2 separate regions of the Mus musculus genome follow, and region 2 is linked to region 1. The links are chromatin contacts, called in public Hi-C maps. All regions are on one chromosome and are shown on one strand. The core of a region is the stretch at or near the end of the contact, and the rest is flanking DNA. Distances in the headings are between cores, read along the strand shown. Region 1 overlaps Arhgap24 (Rho GTPase activating protein 24). Region 2 overlaps Arhgap24 (Rho GTPase activating protein 24).

Region 1 (5,244 bases), core at 1,310-3,809:
AGGATGAAACCCTGTCTCCAAATTTTTTTCACGTTATGATGGTACAAAATAAGTAAGCATTTAGTGTAAAGCACTTTGAATTTCAGTCTCTTTTGAGGTTGGTGACAGTCCTGTGACAGTCTGCTATGAAACCGGTGGCTGGGCCTCAGCTTGCAGGAAGCCATGTGATGATACCGGGAAGCCACGGTGCTCTAAGCTAAGTTATAAGGTTCTGTAGGCTAAACGTATCTCAACCTACTGACATTTTTAAAACTCACTGGGTTTGCCAGGAGAACGGCCCACTGTCAGTCAATCAGCAGCTGGACCTGAAAACAGAACTCTATAAATGATAAATTGATTGTACAGCAAGAAAGTTCTTCAAAACCTTAAAGTGTGGAATGATGCATTTTGCAGGGACAGAGGCAAGGAAAGCTGCATGAACCCAAGTCAGTCCTGAGAAGACAGACAAGGGCAGGAAAGGGGCCCGCTGTGCTCTGCTGAGGAATGTCTAAAGAAAGGAGAAGACAGGGGAAGGCCAGCCCCCATGAGCCTGAGTGCATCAGGCCACAGCAGGAGGCCACTGAAGAAGACCCTTGCAGTGGAATAAGTTGATGAAAGCCATGCACCATCATTCATTTCTCTGTTGCTGTGATAAAACAATGATGGAGCCAGCCGGGGCTGTGGATAGCTCATATGGCTTACACTTTGAGATAGCATCCATCATCAGGGGAAGCCAAGGCAGGAACTTAGGGTGATACCTAGAGGCACAAAGTGAGGCAGAAATCTTAGAGGAGAGCTGTACTGGCTTGCCTCTCATGGTTCATCCGAGATGCGTTTCTATATAACCCAGAAGCACAGTAGACTGGGCCTTCCCACATCAATCATTAAAAAAGAAAATGATCCCATAGATGTTTCTTCTGGCCAATCTAATGGTGGTACTTCCTCAGTGGAGTGTCCCTCTTCCCAAGATCATTCTAGCATGTGTCAAGTTGACAAAAGCTAATTAGCACATCATGGTTTATTAAGACGGACCATGACACCATCTACCAGTTGTTACTGGATTTCAACAAAAAACAAGTACAGAGAGGCAAAGCTGTTATCCCAAATAGCAATAATACAATCATGCAAAGGCCAGGTCCAGGAACTGTGAGCTGTTGTAGAACCATCTCCTCCAAACTGAAACACTACATATGGAAAGGAAGCTGCTTATGGAGTTCCGAAGGAAGACTCTCCCATATGCACCTGCTGACTGCAAGCCATGCAGAGAGCTTGGGGGTCCAGTCTTCACAAGTCGTCACCCACACTGCCACAGGCTTTCAGTGACACAACTACCTTTGAGTTATCCATGATCCTGTGAGTGACCCCTCACCAATACTCCTTAAAGTAACTCATAGCTCACCGAGTTACACTTTGGTGATATTACTACTTTGATCTGTCATAGACTTCCTCTTGTCTCCCCAGGAATAATTTCATGGTATATGGGGCCAATAGGAAAGAATACAGGAAGATAAGGCAAGATTTTTATCTGTGAGTTCACGAGAGGTATGAAATCATTGCATTGAAAGTACAAGCGTTCTAAGCAATTAGAAATCAATAAATTAATGTTAGTAATTTTAATTGCTGTCAGCTCCCCCCACAACTTTCAATACAGAAGATAGCTTTCCCTTTTTCTTTTTTTTTCTTTTTGCTATGAGTAGCTACATCTCAGGTTATAGATGGAAACACCAAGTATTAGGATTTTTAGTAAATAGTTTTGAAAAGTAGTTTATAAAGTATGTAGTAGAGAAGTTGTTGAAATGTAGATTCCAGGAACTTATTTCTAGATCATCTCTGGGCATTAGGAGAGGGGAGTATTCCTTTTCTGTCACCGTGGAGTAACTGTAGTCACAGTGGGGTAACATCCCAGAGGATCCTCACCTAAGACCTGTCCCTGCTTTGCAGGATCTGAGCCAGGAGTAAGGCTCAGTAGTTAAGTATGTATGTATGTAAGTAAGTAAGCAAGATTCACCATGTTGCTGACCTCTTTCTTTTACCATTAACATAACGGACACATTTGGAAATAGCACAGTAATCAGGTCCCAGCAAAGCAACCAAGCTAGCAACACTGTTTCCAAGGGAAACACAGGACTGGGTATCTGTCTATTACACCTGTGAGTGTGGCCTGACCTTGCTCGCCACAGTTCAAGTCACGTGGTCATCCTCTTACTGCATCTTTATTTCTTCTATGGCAAGGGCCTGGACAACATTCAAGGTATTAGTCACTCATGAAGCAGGAACACTGACTCTTTGTAAACAAGTATTGTGTTTCCTAAAACTCTCCATTTCTCTCACTGAAGGAAAGGAAAGAAACCAATCATCTATCTCATGTGTGTAGACTTATTTTACTTGGATAAGTGACTGAACGCTTTTTGTTGAACAACTTCAGAGGAAAGGGAACTCAGCCATATCACATCTGCTAGTGTTTCACTTATCGGAAAATAAAAGTGGGAAAGAAACTCAGATGGCAAGGAATACCCCCGAACTAGCAAACCCTTGCTATGCACTGACCTGAAATCATGAACCCACTAAGTGGGAGACAGGATGTTGTGTTTCTCGATCTAGCATAAAACAGCAGGCTTTGCAGACATGCATCTTAGTGCTAACTATAACAGAAGGCAGAAAGATAATAATATGCTTTGAACTTACAAAGTATTGCAAAGTAATACTTCGCCTCTACAATAAATCTTTAAAGAAAAAACTCTGAAAAATAATTATTCTTTTCCACATGTTAAAATTAAAAAACACAGATGTTATTTTCCACAAAAATGCATATGGCTTTGACAGAGCTGAGGCATGAAACCATATTTTTGGTTTTAGGAAATCATGTGATTGAATGCTTTGGTTTGGCACCCTTGGGGCCAAGAGGACTTAGTCACCAGCACCTGTGACTCAGGCCAGTTGGTGAGGGTCTTTCCCACGTGTTGTGTCCTCCCTTGCCCTCCTCTATAATTCCTCACTAAGTTTAGTCATGTCTTCATCCTTCATGTCCATGTTCAACATCCAGCCATGTTCAACAGCATCCTGGACTCTGAGACATTCCCTGAATCCTTCCCAATGGTTTCATTCCAACTCTGTTCCTGGTAAATGGATTTTCTCTCTCTGAAATGCCTTCCTCCTGCAACATTCACTTGTAAATCTCACAAAGCAACTTCACTCACATCAAAGTCACATCATAGTTTGTTAGTGGAGTCTTCCTAGGAAAGGTAAAGTGTCACTCAAAGATTTTTTTTATATCAATTTTCTAAAAGGTATCTGAGGAACCACCAAAGTATGGGCGCTAACAGCTACAGATAGGAATATGCAAAGATGCCGTAAACACATGAACCGTGAAGAATCTAAGACTGTGCATCTTACTACAATTTAGTATAGCTTAGAGCTTAGAACCAATCCTCACAGTATTGTATCACCATTATATTAACATTCTGTGGAGTTTCCTTATTATAATTAAAGTCTGTCTGGCTTGACATGACACTTGTAGAGAAAGATGATCAATAATGCATGCAGAAGGTGAAAACTCAAAGCCCAGAAGATTGAAGTATACTTCATCACAAAAGGAACACTTTGTTCTTAGCTACAAAAAGTAAACAAACAAGCATTTAATTCTCATCGTTCCAAGGATTCCTGTGCACAACTCACTGACCCTATGTCTGCAGAGGACACTGCTGTCATATGATAATGCACACAAGCTGTTAGCTGCTGGGCCACAAGCAGATCATACAGCCCAGACTTCCCAAGGACAACCGTGTCTTATCTATGAATTGCTCAAGAAAACTCAGCAGCTCAATACCTGTGGTATCTTCCCCCAAACCATTCCCTGTAGCTCCAAAAAAAATATACCGTCATAAGCCAAAGTTGTGAGGCTGTCAGCATTAACAGAGGTTCCAGAGCTCTGCATCCACCAAGTGTGAGCAGCAGTGGACATTGTGTTCACTAAAAGAAAAGAGGGCTTGTTTTTGTTTTTCAAAGTCAAAATCTCACAAGATTAACAACAAACTAGCTCAACTCCTGAATGAGTCAAAAAAAACTACCAAGTCAAAATGAGGTTCAAACCTCCCTAGTGTAAAGACTAGCATTAAATGGCCAACTTCCACTACACAAACAGAATAATGCAATACGTATAGACCAGAGCTGAGGACAGGCTCACCCTACTGTTTCTCTCTATCCAAGCAAAGTGCTTTCTGCGCTGGCCATGTTAGATAGCACTGGATTCTAAACATGATAGAAAGGAGTCCAGTTCGCCTGTCTGGTAACGTCTGGTTACAAAGAATGCTTTGCTATGCTTAACTGTAACCAACCTTAGGTCATTCTTCCTTCCCTACATCTTGTGCCCTCTTCTTCCTTGGGCCCTTACTCAATCATATGACCAAGAAGAAAAGAAGGAAGTGGTGAGGGGCTGGGTCTGACTGGAGTATATAAGTCATGTCCTTCAGAAAAACAGAAGGCCTGGCAGCTTGCAGGATTATTTTTGGCTTAGGTCATTTCTTATCAGGGGACTTTAGTGAGGTTTTAACTTGTATTCAGTTATAGAAACTTGGAAGAAGGCTTGTTTTCAGTTCATTTATTTCCTGTATGAGACAAATTAATATTAAAGATATTAAGCCAGTAAAAATAATACAATAATATATCCTTACTCTTTAAATGATATTTCCCAAGGCTGAGGGTGTAGTTCAGTGGTAGACCATATCTAGCATGGGTGAGCACCTAGGTTCATTTCCCAGCACTGCACACATGCACACATGCACAGAAGACACATAGACACACATATACACACCACGCCATACTCACTACCATATACATACACATACATACACATGCACCACACCACAGTTACCCTCATACACACACCACCACACTCACACATACATAACACACACACCACACCACACTCATACTCACATACCACAATCACACATAAACGCAGACACATATCATACCACACTCATACACACACACACACACATGCACACATACACACACCACAGTCACCCACACACACAATGCGCATGTATGCACATAACAATCACATACACACACATGCACACACCACACATATACACACATACACATACCACACCACACTTACCACCACATACATACACAAACATACACGTACACCACACCATACTCTCATACATCCACACCACCACACTCACACTCACAACACACACCACACCACACCACACTCACACTCACACACCACAATCACACATGAACACAGACACATAC
Region 2 (4,826 bases), core at 1,446-3,945, 190 kb before region 1:
GCTCGTGTGTTTGAATACTTGCTCCCAGTTAGCGGTGCTGATTTGGAAGGTTCTGGTATTTTATGAGGTGGGTCTTTGTTGGGGGAAGTATGTCAAAGACTTACTTTAAATGTTTTGGGCCTAGTCCCTCATCTCCTTCCCTCCCTTCCTCCCTCTCCTTTCCTCCTTCCCTCCGCCCATCCATCCATATGCCCCCCTCTTTCTATTCCTGCCCTTGCTCCTTCCTGTATGTGGATGAATTGCAATCACCCAGTTCCCTGTGCCTGTCACTATGCTTTTCTTGCCTGTTGCTATGTCTCCCAAACCATGATGGACTCCATACATGTGGAGCTATAAACTAAAACAAAGTCCTTCTCCCCCAAGGTGCTTTTTGTCACCATATTTGATAACATTGACAGAAAAGTACCTAGAACATTTAGTATCTCTATTCCATGACTGCCACCACCATTAGTAGTAATTTTCCTTTAAAGCATTTTTACCATTTTATTACACATACACATGAGATGTGCTTATAGAATGGATATGTTCATGTGGGGGGTATATGGGCATTCTATGGCACACGTGTAGAAGTTAGAGGGTAGCCTCTGTTATAAATCCTTACCTTCCTTTCTATGGTCTTGTTTACTGTGGCATACATGAAGCCTGTGAGCTTCCCGGGATAGGATTCTCCTGTCCCTGCCTTCCATCTCACTGAAGAGGCAGTGGGATTACAGACATGTGCGATGACATCCAGTTTCCTTGGGTTCTGGGAATCTGAGCTCCTGTCTTCACATTTGTGCAGCAAGCAGTTTATCCACCCACAGATCCATCTCCTGAGCCCTTAGTTACAGCTCACAGATGTGCAGTGGACAGATGGCTTCCAGCCTGCAAACCCTTGATTTTCCCTTAGAAGTAAGTAAATGCGGCTCACAGAAGGACATAAATTTATGGCACATATGACACTGGGCATACACAAACTTTGTTGAGTTCCAAGCAATGACTAACATTTTTAATGCCAACTTGAACTGAAGTTGTCCACAGAACAAGAATTAAAGAAACCTCCTCAAAATCCACATTTAGAACATAATCTGAAGCCGCACATTAAATCTTTTTTTCTTACTATTTGATTCTTAACTGATGCTACATCTGTTTGGCTATAGGAATGGCATTTCATTTATGTGTCATTCCTCATTCAAGAAGCGTTGGCTACTACTAAGAGATCTTCAGTATCTGTCTGTGGTCAGAGGGCTATGATGTCTGCAGTGCTGTCGGTTACCATACCACACCCTGTTGACTAAGACAGTCAGGTGACTACATAGAGGAAAGAAACCAAGACATCTCCTACCACCAGGGAGCTGTTGGCGAGTGGCTGTCTTCTCCTGAGACTTGGTGGTAACTTCACTGAGCACTTCAGAAGGACTTCCTCCTTCTGTAACTGCCTCTCTAATACAGTCTACTACTCTGTGTGCATTGTGTGTGGTGAATGTAAGTGTATATAAGTGTCCTTGATGGTGGACACACATAGAGGTACATAGAGGGAGGTCAGAGATCAACAGTATGTCTTCCTCAGCTTAACTTTTGAGACAGAGTGTATCACTGAACCTGGAGATCACTGATTGCCTAGACTGGGTAGGCAATGAGCTCCTGAGTCCCATAACCCTCTTACCTCTACCTACCCCCATCTACCCACACAGCCCTCCTTCCACACTGGAGTTCATGTCCTGTGCCTCCACACCTGGCTTTTTAAGCATAGGTAGTGGGATCCAAACTCAGGTCCACACGGTTGTGTGACAATCACATTAGGGACTGAGCCATCTCCCCCTACTCTCCTCAGTACCACTTATATCCAGTATCCTAATGTAGGTAGGAGTTGACATCTCTGTTTCTCCATAGCCCACGTGTTCACACAAACAACATACATCTGAGGCCTTGCTCCTCAGATTACGGCCAAATACCAGCAAACACTAACACAGTGTTTACACAGCTGCTCTTTCCTCTTCATGATTAAGCAAGTTTGAGTACCAACAAGTTCCACACCATTGTGCAGTTCTGACCTTGACCCCATTTAGGTTTTGCTGTGTGCACTGGGAGGCTTTGGCCTTTTTCTCTCACACTTGTGAGGTCAAACAAGTTTCTTTCTCCAGAAACTTTTCTTTTCAAGCCAGTCATTTTTGAAGTTTTCCTACCTTAAATTATATGATCCTTCATTTCTTATTGCTTGTCACAGACACCCACAATTTATAAAAACACCCATCTTCCATCTAAGAAGCCCTAATATTTGGCTACTCTTCTAGGCTGGATGGCATATCCTTCTACTCTCTAGATTTTATTATGGGGCCAGCAATCTTACTATATTTTCTCTATAACAGGAAAACATCAGAGCCACACTGCTGCTATCTATGTTAGAGCATCCAGGCAGACCTCACATATCCCATAGCTTCTCTGTCACTGTCACTCCAGCAAAGCATGTCTTCATTCCTAGTGGACCACAAGATAAAATTCTTTTAAGAACTCTCAACATCATATGTTCCTAGAAGCATCGAGGATTTGTGTAACTGCTGTCTTAGTGCAGAGATATAGAGATGGCCCGGGGTACCTAACAGCTAAAACACTCATCAGTTTGAGTCTTTTCATGCAAGCATGCCTTTAAATCCAGCCATTTAGAGGCTAAGGCAAGTAACTGCTTCTGAGACCTGTAGAGGGCAGTGTTGACGTGCATTCTGTACTGTGTTCCACATTCTCACAACCCAGGCATCCAAAGAAATGGAGCATCTCGGTGAGTCCAGTTATCTTAGTAAGGATACCTAGTTTATTGTTCCTACCTTTGAGTACCTCACAACATATTACAACACCATTCCTTTAACAAACATCCTCTCTACTCCTTCAAGCACTGTTTCTATAGACTGTTGTATTCTGATGATTTTTTAAAAACCACTAAAAATGATTCTGTTTTAAACTAAACTCCAGCTTTGAGTATGGCTCAATCCTGGGCTACTGTAAGGTCATGACATAGCGGGTTCTGTTTTTCTTTTTTGTTTGATGTGTCCTCAATGCTTTGCTTTTCTCAGTCCCGGTACAAAAAGTAGTTGCTGAGACTGCCTCTCAGACATTTTATTTTTCTCTTAGGAGATGTGCATTAGATCCATTGTCCTTGGAAAAAATTTAATAGTGTCATGATTTGAGATCAAAGTGAAACTCAAACTCGTGGTGAGACCTAGCAAAGTTAAAATGCTTACATCAGAGGTGGATTTGCTTGTTGCTTCAGGCATGTCATTGAAAGCAGAAGGACAGTTTCTAATGCTGAGCAGGGTGGATTTAAGTGAGGGGAAGCCGCAGCTGTGACATGGCCATTTGTACCCACTGGCAAAGATGCGCAACCTTGATCTGATCAGATGGAAACAAGGTTTGTGAAGACTATCATTTCTGTATTTTCAAAGAAACAGACCAACAACCTGAGTGCTGTCCCAAACCAGGTCACTTCCTAACAGAGAATAGCTTACCTACTCTACAGTTCAGATAGAAGTTAGGGCACAAGATGGATAGTTTTTAAAAATAAAGTTTTATAAGGGATGAAGAAAAACAGTCAAAACAAATATCACAAGAAAAAATGCAGCTCTTGAAATTGAATGGTTCAGGAATTGATTAATGGATCTACAGGATGGTTTGAGAACTGATTAGTGGGTCTACAGGATGGCTGGATGTCTCAGGAATTTATTAGTAGATCTACAGGATGGCTGGATGGCTCAGAACTGATCAGTAGGTCTATAGGATGGATGACACATGAACTGATTAGTGAGTCTATAGGATGTGTGGATGGCTTGGGAACTGATTCGTGGGTCTAGAGGATGGATGGCTCAGGAACTGATTAGTGGGTCTACAGGATGGATGGCTCAGGAACTGATTAGTGGGCCTAGAGGATGGCTGGATGGCTCAGGAACTGATTAGTGGGTCTAGAGGATGGATGGCTCAGGAACTGATTAGTGGGTCTAGAGGATGGATGGCTCAGGAACTGATTAGTGGGCCTAAAGGATGGCTGGATGGCTCAGGAACTGATTAGTGGGTCTACAGGATGTCTGGATGGCTCAGGAACTGATTAGTGGGTCTACAGGATGGATGGCTGAATCTGAAGCATAGAAGATAGGGAGTGTGGGGCTGCATTACACAGATTAGGATCTGAATCACGAAGGGAAAATTCTTTGACAAAGTGGGTGTTCTAGGTGAGCCTGTCTATTCCTGCAAACTGGGCACCTGGTTGCTAATCCCCTCATTTGACCACTTGAGCAATATACACAGTGCAAACCCAACAGCACTTATATCACTGCTCCAGCTGCACCCTTTCAACCACCCTGGAAAATCTCCAAGACAATAGGAAGACAAAACAAGCCCACAAAACTGCCCTAGGTTTTGCTTGCAAGCCAATGTGTCCTTTGCATGTAATTGTGTCCATTTGTTGGTTTGTTGATTTTCTAAGATTCTCAGTCTCCAAGGGAAGGATCTGCATTTGGGAAAGTCAGTATCAGAGCATCAAGCCTTGAAGCTGGCTGGGCATTGGGATAAGCTGTGGAATTGATGGGAAATATCCTTCTAAACTACTCCTTCAGGATGCTGCTTCAGAGAACAGCCCAGCATGTTTTATACTTACACTGGTGTTCTGTGGCCAGCTAGATCGTTATTCAGATATTCATGGCAACAGCGGCTATGTTTTATTCACTTCTCATGGTTTCCATATCAGGTAGCATGCTAACAGGTACCAAATAAACACTTACATTTTTAAGCCTCTCTCCTTTTTCTCCCTTTACTGGACACTGAGATACTTTAGTTGATCGTGACAGCTATTTTAACCAAAA

What was found. Hi-C and Micro-C count contacts between places; a contact is called where the count stands out from the background.
Region 2: a Hi-C map of muscle stem cells shows a contact between it and region 1, with 3 times the contacts expected there. The contact joins two enhancer-like sites. A contact is called at or near these places in 5 of 484 Hi-C or Micro-C datasets (cortical neurons, embryonic fibroblasts, muscle stem cells and 1 more).

What each region holds. Positions count from the first base shown.
Region 1 is chr5:102,501,701-102,506,944 of GRCm38.p6, reverse strand. The region is part of intron 1 of Arhgap24 (Rho GTPase activating protein 24); the gene reads right to left. Among named protein-coding and RNA genes, the nearest start is that of Arhgap24, 23 kb to the right of the region's middle. Within about 2 kb of position 2,559, at least 15 of the 459 cell types and tissues checked have an H3K27ac peak or open chromatin away from gene starts, as enhancers often do. A contact at or near this core is called in muscle stem cells, where this site is marked.
Region 2 is chr5:102,690,545-102,695,370 of GRCm38.p6, reverse strand. The region is part of intron 3 of Arhgap24 (Rho GTPase activating protein 24); the gene reads right to left. Among named protein-coding and RNA genes, the nearest start is that of Gm30396, 62 kb to the right of the region's middle. Within about 2 kb of position 2,695, at least 14 of the 459 cell types and tissues checked have an H3K27ac peak or open chromatin away from gene starts, as enhancers often do. A contact at or near this core is called in muscle stem cells, where this site is marked.